2 separate regions of the Urocitellus parryii genome follow, and region 2 is linked to region 1. Evidence: chromatin contacts called from public Hi-C data. All regions are on one chromosome and are shown on one strand. The core of a region is the stretch at or near the end of the contact, and the rest is flanking DNA. Distances in the headings are between cores, read along the strand shown.

The links. A called contact is a pair of places that touch in the nucleus more often than the background predicts.
Region 2: a Hi-C map of liver shows a contact between it and region 1, with 4 times the contacts expected there. The contact joins the promoter of Ccdc90b here to the promoter of Rab30 in region 1. A contact is called at or near these places in 2 of 2 Hi-C or Micro-C datasets (liver and muscle).

What each region holds. Positions count from the first base shown.
Region 1 is chr4:73,098,795-73,101,494 of mUroPar1.hap1, reverse strand. Rab30 (RAB30, member RAS oncogene family) reads left to right here and starts at 1,436. Exons shown (of 5, transcript XM_026384726.2): 1 at 1,436-1,656. It overlaps LOC113179962 (a long non-coding RNA gene), which reads right to left and starts at 1,278. Exons shown (of 4, transcript XR_013343500.1): 1 at 1,154-1,278; 2 at 693-762; 3 at 155-314.
Region 2 is chr4:73,280,792-73,283,491 of mUroPar1.hap1, reverse strand. It overlaps Ccdc90b (coiled-coil domain containing 90B), which reads left to right and starts at 1,312. Exons shown (of 9, transcript XM_026384707.2): 1 at 1,312-1,789. The coding sequence starts at 1,690.

The DNA.
Region 1 (2,700 bases), core at 187-2,686:
AATTCTGTTTTTACAGTTATCATCTGCATACACGTGAAAGACTGTTTCTGCCTGTTTTGGTCATTTTAAATCACTCTGACTAGCCTTTTTTTTTTTAATAGGAGAAACTATCTGCTCTAATTTTATTACGTCCTAATAGAGATATAGTGCATACCTCCACTAACCCCCCAAAGCCACAGTTAATTCTGTTCTCAGAATAAAGTGCAAAAGGGAGAAGTGGGTGGGGGAAGCACAGATAACAGCATTTTCTTTAACCCTTGAGACACCCTCAGCAGGAAATGAAATTTCCCATCTTTCCATAGTGTAGACAGACTCTGGAAAAGAACAAACATACAATTCTGTTTTAGTAACACAATTGGGAAAAAAAATACAGTTCATTTAAGAGACTGGGCAAAATGACTTAAAAGTTCTTAAAGCAGTCATACGTATGGAATACCACATAGTAAATGAATTTTTAAAATAAACCGGCAATCCATGTTAATCAACTTAGCATCCACTTCGTTTATCCAAGAACCAGTGTTACTCCGGATCAGTTCACCCGCCCTCGGTAAGCCTATAAATAATATGCCCTTTCAACCTCCCTGCTTTCTCCAGTCAGTGAGTTGTCGTTCAACTGGGTGTTTCTCCTTTAGGCTGCTCCATGTTTTTTTCTCATCTTCAAGGCCAAAGCAATGTTCCCTTCTATCCCGTACCTTCCAATAACGGTTTCTTTTAAGACCTTTGCAAATCACTTCCGTATGAGAAATAAGTGAAGGCCCAAACCTAGTAGAGGGGGCATGATTGTTGCAAATAAATAGCAAGAAGACACAAATAAGGACAAAGTTTCTCCCAACTCCTTGGGTGGAAGCCGGCTTCTCCATCTAAAGGCGCGCGGGTCGCCGCCAGCACCTCAGCAGAGGCATCCACCGCGACGGTCCTGCTAGCCAGTCTAAGGGAGCCTCCACTCCCAGAAGTAAAACAACTCCTTCAATCCCTTAGAAAATGGGGCGGGAGGCGTGGGGCTCCATGCAACCCTGCAGGACCGTGAGGCGGAGGCTCACTCGGCCTCCATAAAGATGCCACCCCCAGTTGGACCCGCAGGACATCAGTCCCCAGGGCGGCTTCCACCCGGCTCCCCACCGGATCGGGGCCCAAGGTTCTCCCATCGGCTTACTCTCCACCTCACCGTCCCCACCGCACCACCACTCGGATCCCGCGCTCCCTGAACCTCCGCGCCGGTCCGTGGAGTCCTCCCGGCACTCCTAACATGGCGGCCGAGTCGCCTCCGCTCCCTCGCTCGGGCGCGTCCGACCTTGGCGCATTTTGGGCATTGTAGTTCCGGAGGTAGACTCGGTGTCTCTCCCGGACGCAAGAAGACTACCATACCCAGAATGCACCTCTCCCGAGCATGGCTATTGGGGCCGCTTTGGACAGAGGGATGATGTCATTGCAAAAACCCCACTGCATTCATTGTGCTACGGTCTATCCACCCCCCTACTGCTGCTGGGCTTGCGATTGCCGCTCGCTCCAGCTGAGCTCAGAGTAGCAGCAGCACTAGGGCAGGGACCGACTCCAGCCCTTGGACTTAGGACATCGCAGTACCTTCCCTTGCGTGCGTGACTCTTTCCCACATCATTTCTGTTTATGCCTGGGGTGGGGAGAAAAATCCCAAACCAGGTGAGTTAAAGTGATTTATTCAAATGGTCCTCCCAAGTTATTCCTCCCGCTTAGTTCTTAAGGCTTTCTTTTGGGAAGATGGGGGCGGGGGGAATTGGAGGTTCTCACGGGCGCTGCTAAGGGAAAAGCTCTGTGCAATTTGGGTCACTGCAAAGAACTCCAGTAACGTACACCCGCCAGAGGACCGGTGCCTGCCAATTCCCTCGTCGCAACTCCCCTCAACCTTTTGAGGCTGGCAGAGGGGGCTGGGCTGGGAAGGATGTTGGGAAGTGCTCTTGGAAAATCAGAGGAGGGCAGAGGTGGGGGACTGCAGTCCTGTCACAGTGCTGAGGTTTGAGTGGGAAGGGGTGATGCGTGGGGAGAAATGGAGACAGTGATTTAATGTGGTCGCACTACTTTAGAACATTTATATGTCGCTTGGACGAGCACACGCTATTCATTTTAAAGAGGTGTATGTTTCTTTTTGAGCAGCTTAAGTTTCGTAGGGCTTTATTTTATGTGTGTATGCCTATGCCGTTTGTCTCTCCTTTTCTGCTGATTTGAGGTGACAGTGTCCTTTAATGGTGCACTCCGTGCTAGTCAGAAACATTTCACGTGTCTGAGGAAGGTTCTGTTAGGCTGCTGGAAGCAGCATTTTAAAGTGTTCTCCGTTCTCCTGACTGCAGGATTCGGGATTGTTTGGAAGTGGAGCCGACAGATTTGTGCTTGTGTGAGTGTTTTAAATTACATTGCAATAGGCTCCTTGCCACTGACAATGGTACCATAATGAGCTGCTGTTTCCCGAGGCACAGTCACCACTCACAAATAACGGTTTGCAGACGGGATCGATTAGGGAAACCCGGGTTTATTTTAACACGTTAGGGAAAGGGAAAGTTAGTGTTATCAACCTTCATTTGCCATTGCTGATAGGAAGAGTGATCATGGCCAGGGAAGCCAAGGAGCATAGTGGTGTTGTGCTCAGTTTGATGGTAGTGGTTGTTTTTAAACAAACTAACACATTTAATAGGGGAATAAAAGCATACAGAGCTTGTATGATGTTGGCTG
Region 2 (2,700 bases), core at 63-2,562, 180 kb before region 1:
TTGTCACAGGCTCATCACTTTCCCACTGACAGCTGAGGCTGGCCTGCATTACAAGGGTATTCTACAGAATGTTTTAAGACTGAGGAAAAGATCAAAATTTGAAATGTGAAGCATATTTCTATTGAATACATATCCCTTTACACCACCAAATCACAAAATTATATATCAAACTATTCTAAGTCCGAAGCTGTATTAAATGCATTTTAAGATATGTTATTTTCAGTTTGCAATGGGTACAGGGCTGTAACACCATGGAAAGTAAAAAAATGTGTCAATTTTGCTGTCTCTAAGACAATAAATCCATGTTGTCATTAAGTTTAAAATACTTGATGACTGCATAAATATCAACTTGAGACATTTCTGTGAGTTATTGAATCATTTTTAATAGATTATTTCCAATTTTATGACTAAATAACATCAAAATACTCATGATCTTATAATACCTTACATACGTGATTATTTTCTTAAGATAGCTTCTTAGACATAAAACTCTGGTATTACTTTAGAGTTTCATATATATCATTGTCATATAATAACATACATTATGTTAATTTCATAATAATTTTCTCACATTAAGGATTATCATTTTTAAAAATGATAGGTAAAATAGCATATCTTGATTTGGGCACACCTCAATTTTTTATATATATATTTTTTAGTTGTAGTTGGAGACAATATTTTATTTATTTTTATGTGGTGCTGAGGATCGAACCCAGCACCTTATAAGTGCTAGGCGAGCGCTCTACCGCTGAGCCACAACCGCAGCCCCCAAACCCAATTTTTAAAAGAGCTATTTATATCTCTCTCCATGAATTGTCTGTTAAAATAAGTACTGGCGGAATTAAAGTTTTGTTCTTTAATTATGCTACAGGGCTTAGATTGGTACTTGTTAAGTAGTCCTCGCGAAGTTTTGAACATAGGTAACCTAATTAATCGCTAAAATCCTAAAGATTGTGAACCATTTTAGGATCTATATTAAAGCCTCCGAACACAGTTACTGTACATTATTTTCAGCATTTTATCATATGAAGCAAGGCCGGAGTAACTGAGGTCTGGGAGATAAAGAATGGAAACTATGCCCACCCAAGAAAAGCGGAGGAAATCCGTTTTCCTGAGGAGAGGCACCACACGGTCTAAAACAGTTAGTCCTCCAGTGCTACAGAGGGCGAAGCAGCAGGGCGTGAAGCAGCAAGAACGCGCCCCGAGCGGGACAACCAAGCTTCCCAGACAGTGGCGTGGGCTACGTGCTACGCATTCCCCAGAACGCTTCGCGGCCGCCGACTGCAGGTCCCCGACTGCTGTGCATTTAGATAGTTGGGTCGGCCACCATTCCGCAGGGCGTAATGGCCGCCGCCCATATGTGGGGAGACTGCTGTTGGATTATATTTGATGTCAAAAAACAGGTGCCAGAATGTTCTCCGAGATCCCGTTTTCTTAGGGCGGTGAAGGCATACATAGGTTGGGACGAAGTGATGGGAAAAGTAGGGCCTCTGAACTATGCTAGTGGATTGTAGGTCCTACTGGGGGAAAAAACACCCTTCGCGGGATCCAGGTTCGAATACCCGAAGGGCGTGACAGACCGGAAACTACATTTCCCAGCATTCTTGCGGTACCAGAACTATTCCCGAAAGCCTAAGCGAGCTCCAGCCGGTTTTCCGCTTCTTCTGGCCTACCGGACATCTCTGGAACATGAGGAGTCGCTGCATTTGGCGGCTCCTGCGGTCTGGAGGCAGCGGGGGCCACTGGGTTTCAACTCCCCGCGGGCGTTTCTCGCCGGCCCTGCGGAGAGGTGAGCTGGGGTATCGTGCCACGATGCCTAGAGTACTGTCTAGAGAGATGATTCCGGTGGGTCGCGCCCGCTGGGGTTAGCCGGAGGCAAGGGTGCCACGCCTTCCTCCTGCCATGTCTGGCGCTGGCAACCCCGCTGCCCTGGCTCACCGCTGGGGACTGGAACGCGTAAGACAGTACTGGGAAGTGGCCGCCTTCCTCTTCTGAGCTCTTCTTTTTTTCTGTCACATGAGGCCAGTAATTTCGTTGGTCTGTCTGGAGCAAACGTGATCTGTGTGTGGGGAAACCCTTATTTCTTTTAGGACCCGTTCAGAAATAAGTCTCTTCAGTTGTTGGTCTGTAACCTAAGTTTTTGGTAGACCGCGCACACGTATCTGGCACACGTACATGTTCAGTCCTTTACAATCACATAGTAGCCATTAAAATAAATAAAAGCTGGCACCAACAAGTTTAGAACTATTTGGTACTTCTGTTCGCAGTGTGTCCTGAAGAACATCTGACTTTGATAAATATTTACAGGGTTGTGTGTTGTGTTTTTTTTTTCCCAACTTTTTCAATTTTTTTGACTCTTTAAAAAGGTTTTCCACAAAGTAGACACTTCATACCAACATTAGCATTCTCTGTGCACCTCGTGAATCTTTTGTACTAGGTTAACTGAGACAGTACACAAACACATCTCTCCCACCTCCACGTTGTGTTGTTTTTTTGTTTTGTTTTTTCCTTTGACACAATGACACCAGTTGCAGTCAAAAACCTGTACTTGTTGATCCTCCATCTGTAAGCTTGCTGTTTAGCTGCCAGGATCATTCAGGAAGTTTTCCATTACATAGTTTGGGTGTTGAACATATATACACATTGTGATGGTAACAGTTTTCAAACCCTGATAAATCTCATCTTTGTAAACTTTGAGAG